Linked DNA regions of Mus musculus: regions 1 and 2 are each linked to region 3. Evidence: chromatin contacts called from public Hi-C and HiChIP or PLAC-seq data. All regions are on one chromosome and are shown on one strand. The core of a region is the stretch at or near the end of the contact, and the rest is flanking DNA. Distances in the headings are between cores, read along the strand shown.

What was found. A called contact is a pair of places that touch in the nucleus more often than the background predicts. HiChIP or PLAC-seq counts read pairs in DNA pulled down with a chosen protein or histone mark.
Region 1: a contact with region 3 is called in an H3K4me3 HiChIP or PLAC-seq map of embryonic hindbrain, with 3 times the contacts expected there. The contact joins two enhancer-like sites. A contact is called at or near these places in 1 of 39 promoter capture datasets (hippocampal neurons), 6 of 484 Hi-C or Micro-C datasets (the N1E-115 cell line, brain, cerebellar granule neurons and 3 more), 7 of 115 datasets of contacts at active chromatin or transcription factors (PVALB interneurons, embryonic forebrain, embryonic hindbrain and 4 more) and 3 of 9 other capture datasets (adipose tissue, liver and pancreatic islet).
Region 2: a contact with region 3 is called in a Hi-C map of forebrain, with 3 times the contacts expected there. The contact joins two enhancer-like sites. A contact is called at or near these places in 5 of 484 Hi-C or Micro-C datasets (cerebral cortex, cortical neurons and forebrain) and 1 of 115 datasets of contacts at active chromatin or transcription factors (neural progenitor cells).

What each region holds. Positions count from the first base shown.
Region 1 is chr12:29,545,600-29,549,194 of GRCm38.p6, reverse strand. All of the region lies in intron 1 of Myt1l (myelin transcription factor 1-like), which reads right to left. Among named protein-coding and RNA genes, the nearest start is that of Gm20208, 16 kb to the right of the region's middle. Within about 2 kb of position 1,299, at least 38 of the 459 cell types and tissues checked have an H3K27ac peak or open chromatin away from gene starts, as enhancers often do. A contact at or near this core is called in the N1E-115 cell line, PVALB interneurons, brain and 5 more, where this site is marked.
Region 2 is chr12:29,136,223-29,139,733 of GRCm38.p6, reverse strand. No RefSeq gene overlaps it. Among named protein-coding and RNA genes, the nearest start is that of Gm31333, 4.0 kb to the left of the region's middle. Within about 2 kb of position 1,948, at least 70 of the 459 cell types and tissues checked have an H3K27ac peak or open chromatin away from gene starts, as enhancers often do. A contact at or near this core is called in cerebral cortex, cortical neurons, forebrain and 1 more, where this site is marked.
Region 3 is chr12:29,366,467-29,370,054 of GRCm38.p6, reverse strand. No RefSeq gene overlaps it. Among named protein-coding and RNA genes, the nearest start is that of Gm31650, 71 kb to the left of the region's middle. Within about 2 kb of position 1,529, at least 113 of the 459 cell types and tissues checked have an H3K27ac peak or open chromatin away from gene starts, as enhancers often do. A contact at or near this core is called in the N1E-115 cell line, PVALB interneurons, brain and 8 more, where this site is marked.

The DNA of each region.
Region 1 (3,595 bases), core at 50-2,549, 180 kb before region 3:
GCGATGAAAAGTTAACATCATCTTTACAGTACATCTAAAGGAACTCAAAGCAGGCAGTGACAGGGGTCTGGATACTGGAAGGACTTATGATGGCTCTCCCCATAGTGACATCACGCCAATTTCTAAATAGCAGGATGCACAATGGAGCAGAGACTACCACTAGAAATTGGAGTGAAGAAGGAAATTCACTCTGAATCACCACAGGGGTTGTGAATGTTGGTGGTGATTTGAATGAGAGTGGCTCCCTAGGTTCAAGTATTTGGATACTTGGTCTCCTGTTGTTAGGGCTATTTGGATGGATTTTAGGAGATCTGGCCTTGTTGAAGGGGGTGTGTCATGGCAAGGGAAGTAGTGGAGTAGGGGTGGGAAATGAAGGGTGGTGGAGGGTATTTGAGGTTTCAAAAACCCACATGATTCTCAGCTAGCTCTTTCTGCTTTGTATTTGTGGGGCAGATCTGAGCTCCAGAGCCATGCCTGCTAGCCTGCTGCCATGCTGCAGCATGATGGTCCTAGACTTGCCCTCTGGAACTACAAGCCTCCATATTAAACCTTTTGTCCTATAAGTTTCCTTGGTCATGGTGTGTTAGCACAAAAATGTAAAAGTAACTAAAACAATGTGAGGCAATGAGGTGCCTACCAACAGCAGCACCTCAGTCCCAGCATCTACACTGGGGTGAGGTCCCCTGCATCTCTCACAGGAGCACAGATCAAGTCACCATCCACCGTGATACCCACGCCCACAGAACTGGTAAACTGTCCTGGTCTCTGGGAAGGTAGCACTGTCATACACACATCTATAAATACAAGGCAATCTTCCTTGTGAACACTCAGGGGAAAGAGGATGGATGCCACTGGGAAGGGACAGGGGAGGCTTTCTGGAAACACAACCTTTGAAGAGTGATGGGATATGGCTAATTAGGGATCCACTATGAGCAGAAGGAACAGAAAAGGTGGTCCTTACACAGACCATGAACAGAGTGGTCAGGCTCTCCGTCAGACACAGAGGACAGAAATACAACCATGAGGTGCCGACTGTAGCTTTCCCGGAGTCTCCCACACCACAGACTACAGATGATTGGCAGGTTGTGCAGTGGGGTACCATGAGTGAATAAGTGACAGTCCCAGAGAAAGCGTGGAAGGGGTGGAGGGGAGGCAGCAGTTGGGAGAGCTATTTTAGAGATGCAATTGGCAGGAAGTAGCCACTGACTGGCTGCCAGATTAATTATCCCAGAGAAAAGCTCTGGCCTTGTCACTCAGCCACACAAAAGCTTTCCGTAATTTCCCGTTATCAGGAGAGTGAAGTCATAGGCTCATCACCAGAGACTGTTGTAAGGTGGCTTCTGACCCCCCATGACCTACTCCGCCTGTCCTCCAGGTGGCTCTCGGGTGTCCCTGTACAGAAACTGCCTTCTCACCCAGAAATATTCTCTAAATTACCCCCAGAGGAGCATCCTTCTTATGAAGCTGATCATCTCACTTGGCCTGGCCAGAGTTCTTCCCCCGGCTTTATAGCTATGGGATTGTGGCAAACATCCACCACATGTTACCCCCATCACTATCCTGCCTGGCAAAATCTCCTCTGAGAAACCCGGACCATCCTGTCGGCAACCCTCCCCTACCTTTATCATACCTCCTCGACTAAAGGGCAGCGCTGGCTGGTTTTCTCCTTACTCACAGTCTTTCCCCCGAGGAGGATCTTATCTAAGCAACGATTTCACCACAATCATTTAGATCGAAGGGGTTGTAGCAGAAATGCCCCTCACACACAGCCAGCCAGAGAAACCATTATAGCAGAATCGAAACCCACAGACATTTCCTACTCCCTCTGTCCACATTCAGGGCACCTGTTAGGTTCTGCTTAGGGATTGGCATTTGGTCTCTCTGCCCTTCTGGCAGCACACAGCTTCACCTGTGGCTCTGGATCTGAACACAGACAGAGATCTAATTTCAAGACGACTTGGGACAAATGAAGAATTTGGGATTTGCATAACAAGATCATTCAGGGAATCAGAAAGGGAAGCTGATGCCCAATCTAAGTAGGTAACACCAGTCACACTGCAGCTCTCCCATAACAACTCCCCTAGATCAGTAGCCCCCCTACACACACACACACACACACACACACACACACACACATACACACACGAGCTGGCCGCACATCTGTACCCAGCCTCCGAATTCTGTGCTGGTATAGCAAGACACAGAGGCAGTTGTGTCCTGGATAAGGCCGCTGGTCTACCTCATCTGATAAACATCCTCCCAGTTCTCCTTATCTAGTATGGAAAATGGTTTACAAGATGGGAGGTGTGCAGTAAAACTGGTCTTCAATGGTTGTCTCAGCTGAGGGCTCTAGACCCACTTTTCTATTAGGAAGCACATCACCAGATGGTATCCTCTGAAGTAAGACCCCAGGGTTGGGAAGAAAGAAGGGGAGTGGGCATGCTCAATTGCACTTGTATAAGCCAGCCCTCAGGTACTGTGTAAGATGGGAGACAAGGCCAGGTCTCCATGTCTCATCTCTTTGACCACAGCTGGCTTTTAGACCTGCATATGACAGAGAAAAGGGTAGTGGAGCAAATACGAGTCAGAAAAGCTTCCTCCTTGGCACATACTCTTGTTGTCCTGTTAAACCTGTGCTGTCCCCTGCTTGCACCAGGCTTGATGGACAGATGCCCATAGTGAAGGATTAGCAAGCAGCCACACTTTATCAGAAAGGTCTGAATATTCCACCCAGTTCTGATCAGCTTTGCAATACCTTGGGCTACCCGTGAAGGAGTGTGCCTCTGCCTCAGCTGTTAATGGGCATGCCTAAGCAGGTTAGATTCCAAATGTGTTTCCTTATCATAGTCAGGCCCTCCCGTTAGCTCTTTAATGGTCAATTACAAGGGCTGCAGGAGCTGGGTACATAACTGTGCTGCTGGGGGAAGGGAGCAATCTGATCTTGGGGTGGGGAGAATGGAGGAGAGCCTGCAGGCCTGGTTTGGAAAGGCACCCATCCAAAGAAAAAGTCTAATGGGAAGCAAAGGGGTCAGAGTCACCTGGAAAGTCTGCTGTGCCTCCTTGCTACTCTCCAGCCTGCTTCCACGTGGGTCTGATCCCTCTCACACATCCTCATGTGAGGCTATGGCAGGTTTAATATTACAGAGAATTCTCACTGCTTTCAGGGCTGTGTGTGTGTGTGTGTGTGTGTGTGTGTGTGTGTGTGTGTGTGTGTGTGTGTGTGTATGTATCTATTATATACCCTCTCTGTCTAACCTGTGATAGGTGTGGGACAGATAGGTAGAAAGTGGGACATTAATACATGGGAATACGGAGAGGCTCTAGCCAGAAGTAGATGGAGAAGTGGAAAAAGACAGGAAAGAGCGCTGGTTTTGCAGAAAAAGCCATGACCTCAGTGCTGAGTTAGCCTGGGAGGGTTGTGGGGTGAGAGGCTGCTATTTGCAAATAATGAATGAAGCTCAAGAAGTTCAACTTGGAGGTGAGTTAGGGCCCAAGGAACAGGGGAGAGGAATGGCAACAGCGATGAGCTTGGAGCCTGAAGAGACTGCACATGCATGTACATACATTCAGCATGTATGCCCTCCCCCGACATAAC
Region 2 (3,511 bases), core at 699-3,198, 230 kb after region 3:
TTAAATCTTGCTGGCTCAGGGACCTAGGCATGACCTCTAGGGCTAGCAGGACTATGTACCTCTGTCATCTGTGTGTGTGTGTGTGTGTGTGTGTGTGTGTGTGTGTGTGTGTGTGTGTGTGTGTGTGTGTATGTGTGTGGTTTCAATATCATCCAAAGCTTCTTTCAAGCTCCTTTTGTTCACATACAACATTGAACCTACAGCGCCGGGACCCAAACTTTCTGCCCATGATGCGTGGACACTCCACAAACAAATTTCAGGATGCAGAACCCTGACTGCCAGCTCCCAGTGCATCATGGGAGCAGGTGGATGGTCTGCTATGGCTTGAAAGTGTCCATCCCTCCCACTTTCAAGTAGAAGCCTTCTCTTTTATAGTATTGTTGGGATGCAGGCTAAACCAACTCAGGCTTTATGTCTCGCCATCATGATGGCCACTTTGAGAAGGGCCTCACCTTCCTTTTATTTCCCAGCCTACAGAGCATGAGATGCCTGTGTGAGTCACCTATGTGTCCTGCAACAGCAGCAATGACTGTATGCTACTTCCTGGGAAGATCCAAGATGTCTGCCCTCCCACAATGCTTTGCTTCCTAGGAATGAAGAGTCCCAAGCCCTGGCCCACATGGAAGCAGCTGGGATCTACATTTTGAATAGAACATATAGAATCTGTAGGTACATCAGGGTGAGAGAAATTTTAAGGCAACTTAAGTTCAGTGAAAACAGCCCTGAAGTTAGGCGTGTTCACACCAGTAATGGGTTATTGTAGAGCAGAGAACAAATCCCCTCTAGTTGAGGGGACAGGAGAGAAATGCATAAGCATGGACATCAAGTGTCTCTCTTTCCCAGAGAGAGGTACTTTATGATGCCTCAGACAGATCAGGAAGTTCAGTGGTCAGAGACAGGCCAAGGGGAAGAAGGCAGTTCTATCGCCAGACAGAGCCTTGAGCCTGAGTTTGGGGGGCAGGGACAGGTATATCCTGTGTGAATGCGGTGGAGGGGCAGCAGTATGCAGCACACTTTTGTGGTTGAAATACAAATACCTTGTCACCCCCTAGCACACAGAGAGGGGGTAACATAAGACAATTTTGATCCTGTAAAGGTCAAGGAGGAAGCCTGTGTAATGTGAAAAGAAGGCTGGAGCAGGATGAGGTGCTGAGGCTGAGTGAGAGGCTCAGTGGGAGCCTGGCAGGACTGAATGTGGGTCCTGGTCGGTTCATGTGGACCACACTGGAGTTGGTGGAGCACAGTGAAGGGAGCATGTGAGCATCATGGAGGGAGTCAGAGAGTGGCCTGAGAGGCCTCAGAGCAGGGCATTCATGAAGTTTATGGAGCTCTGTGCACAGGCTTTAAGCACCAGGTAGACGGATTCTAGCTGTACCAGAAGGAAGAGTCCTTACCTGGGACAGTTTGGAGAATGGATAAAATGTGGTTCCTAAAGTGTCACGGCGATGAGCAAAACCTGAAGCCTGGGACCTGGCTGTGGAAGACCAGAGGATGAGGTGCAGGTGCCACGGGCAGTGGTCGAGGCCTGGTGGAAAGGAGTTAGGCTTCCAGAGACCGAATACAGAAGCAGGGGAGAAAGTTGGGAATGGCCCAGGCTGCAGGTTTTGGGTGGTCTGTGAATCTCCACCAGGGTACAGCACAGAGGCCTTGGGGAGCAGTGGGTACAGCCTGGGAGATCTGAAGAGAAAACAGAGCTCTGGGCAAAGATGGAGCACTTACCAGGGAGAGGCCAAAACCACCCAGGGATTGGCACAGGGCGGAAAGGACATGAACAGACTCTGGGGGTTGGTGTCATCAATGGGGTAGGGTAACCTGCTAAGAGTGGTACCAGGGAGGCCAGGAAGCTGGGCCTTCCTCACCCAATCCCCTGAAAGATCACCTAGGAGTGAGTCAATGCGTCTCCCGCAAGCGACCTTGAATACTCCCTTTCTCTGCGCCGTGGCAAGCCAGCCTCCTCTCAGTTCTCACAGTGTCCTACTTTCCAGAGGTGTGGGCTTGGAGAGAACACCTGCAGAATCTGGAATGAATCAATGAATTAATATGCATGCTGCCTCTGGCCAGCAGCTGGGAGTCCCTCCCCAGCCAGAGAAGCTGGCCTCTGCTTAGGCTGTGCAGTCTCCAGTGTAGCCAGTCCAGCTGGCTGAAACGAGCCAAGCAGTCAAGCCTGCAGCCGACTATGCACACCAGTGCCAGGGCAGGCCATGAGTGGCACACCTCTAGGACTTCGGATGCACAGGACATTCCCAGTCCCACCTCCTGCTTTTTCTCTACAGCACCAGGAATATACACATGTGTGCATAGATGCACAAGCGATTCACGTGTGCAAAAGTACACGTACCATGCATACACCCAAATGTATAAAACCACATAAGGGCACATATGTGCATACATGTGTCCATGTGTTTACATAAACATACTCCACAGTCCATTGACTCCCTCAGGGATAAAGTGTCCCTCTCCCCCTTACCTCCTTTGCAACTTAGAAAACCTTCTGGCCTCATGCCTCCCCAGTGAGCACTCTCTGCACACAGGGACTTCCCAGCCCTGTCCTGCCTGCCATGGGCCGCTCTCCTGCCATCTGGTCACAGAGTCTGATAAGCATGGGCAAGCAGCCAATTTGGCCCCAGCTCTGCTTGTAGGCTGGACTGGCAGATAAATTGGTTGTGGAGGGGAGCAAGGAGGGGGAGTAGGGGGGTCTATGGGGGGGCGTGTGGGCAGAGGAAGGATTTTAGATTCTCTCTCTGCTAAGCCATGCACCAGCTTTCCAAGCTCATTGCAGTGCCGTGAAGCTGACAGAGTGCCAGCCGGGAGCAGGCAGATGGTGCTGGGCGGGTGTGGGCCAAGTGGGAATGGGCAAGGACCTTGTCAGAATAGACATAGGGCAGCAGCCCCATCCTACCCTACCCTAACCTTGCCCCCACCCCTGCCCCCACCCCTACCCCCACCTCCACTCCCACCCCCAAGAAAGCTGTGGTCTGCTAACCTCACTACCTATACAGGATGCTCCAATTCATTCTGGTTTATGCCTGTCCTGAGAGGCACTGACCTAAGAACTTGGAGTTGCTCAAGAAAAGACTTGGTTATGGCCTGATGTCAGCTCTTGCACAGAGCAGTTATGACACTGGTGTGACCTTTGAGATCTCTAGAGATAAACCTTGAAAACCACAAGATTTAGACATTAATACACACACATTTCTGGGCCCAGGCTGCAGGGGTGTCTTCTGGGAAGAGGAATGAGGGCTCTGTGACAGGGGTTACTTAAGTCAGAGTCTAGTAAAAAGTACCTGCTTCTCACACCGCAGACTGAGTCCCATCATTCCCTGTTGATCGTATAAGCATTTTCTTGAAGTCCCACAATGAGTCAACCCCTGTAAGACAGGCAACAGACCTACATGGAGCCACCTGACAGTGGCCAGCTAGAACCCCCACATACAGAACAAGACCCAAAGAATAAGTGAGAAGATGGCTGTGCCCACTGTGAACAGGTTCTCCTGATTTCCGTCTCCCCTGA
Region 3 (3,588 bases), core at 280-2,779:
GACCTCAGACCTCTGGTACAATGGGACACAGAGGAGGCTTGCAGCTCCCACAAACCAGGTCTAGACACAAACCTGGTGTCCAGCCATCTCTCCTCCCCGCCTCACCTTCATTTCTGTTTCTGACCACCACCCCTAGCTCTGCTGTTGTTGATGGACAGCACTTGGGAACTATCTGTCTTCAGTGTGAGAAGAACTAGCTTGACCAAACAACCACAGTGCCCAGCCCTCTCATCCAGCCCGTTAGCCAGTGTTTCTAAAGAGGAGGAAAATAAGGCCTGGCAAGTCATGATGGCTTTCTAGGCCAAAATTAGGGACAGGGTGGGTGGTCACTGGAACACTGGCACCAGTGAATGCTGCACCCCAAAGTGTAGCCTGGATGAGGATGAGTGAGACTGAGAGCTCACGGCATCCCTGAATTCTGTAGGCAGCACAGGTTGCATTGTCAGGGTAGTTGCTAGGACCTGGTTTGTGAGAAAGGCCATCTTTGTGGCATTGGCTCTGGAAACTCCTTAGGTAAGAGCTGGGGACCTCCCACTCTCATGACTGGACTGGTTATATCTAATCTCACCTTTGCAATAATGAATGCTTGCTTATCCATTGCCCAGGTGGTATGCACAACTGAGAATAGCTCTCAGAAGACCACCCTTTGTTCTGGAAAGAAGGTTCTCTGTGTGTGTCCCCAGGGGTCTGTGAAATTTAAGCTTCTGTCCAAAACATGGGCCTGAGGTTTGACATCAACTTCTAGAAGAACAAGAGATCCCACATAAGCCCGCTCCAGGGTCTGTGTATCATTAGGAGGTGTGGTGAAAGGCAGGGATGCATGCACAAGCAGAGGGGCTGCATCTCAGTGGAGAAGAAAACTTGGAAACGGACAAGGCATGTCCAGACCTTCTACTGAGCCCACCCCCCAGTGTGCACAAAACCTGGCCTGGGGGGATGCAGTGACCCCTCGGCTCTCTAACCAGCTCAGTGAGCTCAGACCTCTGATACAATGGGCAGCAAAGGAGGCTTGCAGCTCCCACAAACCAAGTCTAGACACTTGGTCTCCAGACACTCTGACTGCTGCCTCCAGTCTCCTCTCAGCGCTAGCTTCCTGACACCCCCACCAACACCCCACCCCCACCCTGGCCCGAGCTGTGGCGAGGAAGCTTGCATCCTTTCTTCACGTACCTGAGACCCTCTTCTCCTCCCTTTCTGGTGAGGTGAGAGAATGACCTGAATAAAGACAAAGAGGTAAGGGGTCTTCCCCACACCCACGAGATTGCCTGGGCCCATTTGCTGCATGGATGTCTGACAGCCCAGAGAGATCAGACAGCTGAACGCCCTTGCTGTCCTGGAAGAGGCGGGGAAGCCTCTGCATTGCTGTTCCAGGAATCCGCTCTGGAAAAAAGCCGCTGCCAGCTCTGAGTTCATTAAATGGCTTCTGCCGTATTAATCTTTTGTTTCTGCTTAATGGAGGTTACAGTGAATGGGAGGAGGTGAGTTCCCAGGGCACAGGGCTCAGTGTGGAATCACCATGGGAACGGCAGCTTGATCTCCATTGGGTGACTAGTTCCCGAGGCCCACTCAACATCCTCTTTAAGGGCTCAGAGTGCAGGCTGTACCCTGTTCATCAGTCTGCAGGCCAAAGGGAACAGAAGCAAACAGATCTGCAGGTCACTGGCTACCACGCAGCACTGGCCCCGTTCGTGCCCTTCTTGTCCCGGAGGGCTCTGCTAGTACCAGAGGGAAAACGCTGAGTCAGGAGCTTTCTGGCGAGCAAAGAGCATGTCCGTGGCCCTGCTTTCCCGGCAGACATTTTCTGAGCACGGAGGGCGAATCCAGCTGGCAGAGGAGCCGGGTTAACTAACCAGAGCCTGCAAGCCACAGGACCAGGGCTACATAGGGAGGCAGAGAATCAGAATCAGGGAAGCAGCAATAATCCCTGAGAAATACAACCCAGCAGCCCAAGGCATCCTGGGAACCAGAAGCGACTGAGAGTGGGCACAGTTGCTATGGTTTAACTGATCCTTAAGGACTGATGGGCGCTCGAGTTGTTTAATTCTGTTTTCTTTCCCCAGGTGTTTTCTTTCAGGTTCTTCTTAGAGCCTGAAAGCTGAACCAACAGTGCTGATACAGGAACAGGCAGGACCAAGGCCAGGGACAAGGGGCATGGAACTGAGAGAGAAGCTGGCTTTTCCAACTATAGGGACCCCACCTCTCTCTCTCTCTCTCTCTCTCTCTCTCTCTCTCTCTCTCTCTCTCTCTCTCTCTCTCTCTCTCTCTCTCTCTCTCTCTCTCTCTCTCTCCCTCCCTCCCTCCCTTTCTCCCCTTCTTTCCGTTCTTCTTTCTTTCTCTTCCTTCCTTTTTTTAAATTGGGTATTATTTTTTAATTTGCATTTCAAGTGTTATCCCCTTTCCCAGTTTCCTCTCTGGAAACCCCCTTTCCCATCCTCCCTCCCCCTGCTTCTATGAGGGTGTTCATCCACCCACCCACTCCCACCTCTCCGCCCTGCCATTCCCCTACACTGGGGCAGCGAGCCTTCACAGGACCAAGGACCTCTCCTCCCATTGATGCCAGACAAGGCCATTCTCTGCTACATATGTGACTGGAGCCATGGGTCCCTCCACGTGTACTCCTTGGTTGGTGGTTTAGTCCCTGGGAGCTTTTGGGGGGGGGCGGGTCTGGCTGGTTGATATTGTTGTTCTTCCTATGGGGCTGCAAACCCCTTCAGCTCCTTCAGTCCTTCCCCTAATTCCTCCATCGGGGTCTCCCTGCTCAGTCCAATGGATGGCTGTGAGCATCCGCCTCTGTATTTGTCAGGCTCTGGCAGAGCCTATCAAGAGACAGCTATATCAGGCTCCTATCAGCAAGCACCTCTTGGCATCCTCAATAGTGTCTGCATTTGGTGGTTGTATATGGGATGGATCCCCAAGTGGGGCACTCTGGATGGTCTTTCTTTTACACTTTCCTTCCTGCTCCACACTTTGTCTCTGTAAGTCCTTTAAACAGGAGCAATTCTGGGGTAAAATTATGAGAAGGGTGGGTGGCCCCATCCCCTACTGGGGGCCTTGCCTAACCTCTGGATATGATCTCTACAGGTTCTCCTTCCCCTTTGTTGGGCATTTCAGCTAATCTCATCCTTGTTGGGTCCTGGCATCTGGAACTTGCTGGTGGCTAACCCCAGCTCCCCATCCCCCATTGCTATACACCTCCATTCAAATTCCTGACCATCTATATATCATCCTCATTTCCTCCCATACCTGATCCTGCCCAGTTAGAACATTTTACCCTGATCGTCTAACTGCAGTCACCTCTGGTCCTGCGGACTGGAGTTTTGCTGTAAGAACTTAGGATGAACACAGTTCAGCCAGGCACATCTAAGCTCTAAGCCTCTATTCCTCTACCTAGGGAGCTCAGAGCCCTGTCATGTGCTCTCCTGTCTGCCAAGACCACCCTTAGGGGCTTTGGCTTGCTTCTTGATCTCATGGCCTCAAGTTCCAGGATATAACGGGTAAATGGATGAATGTCCCAGGTCGTCAAAAAGTCTGTTTTCAACAGTGAACATCTGTACTCCCAAAATATAAATCTGTTTTTTATTCTGTGTT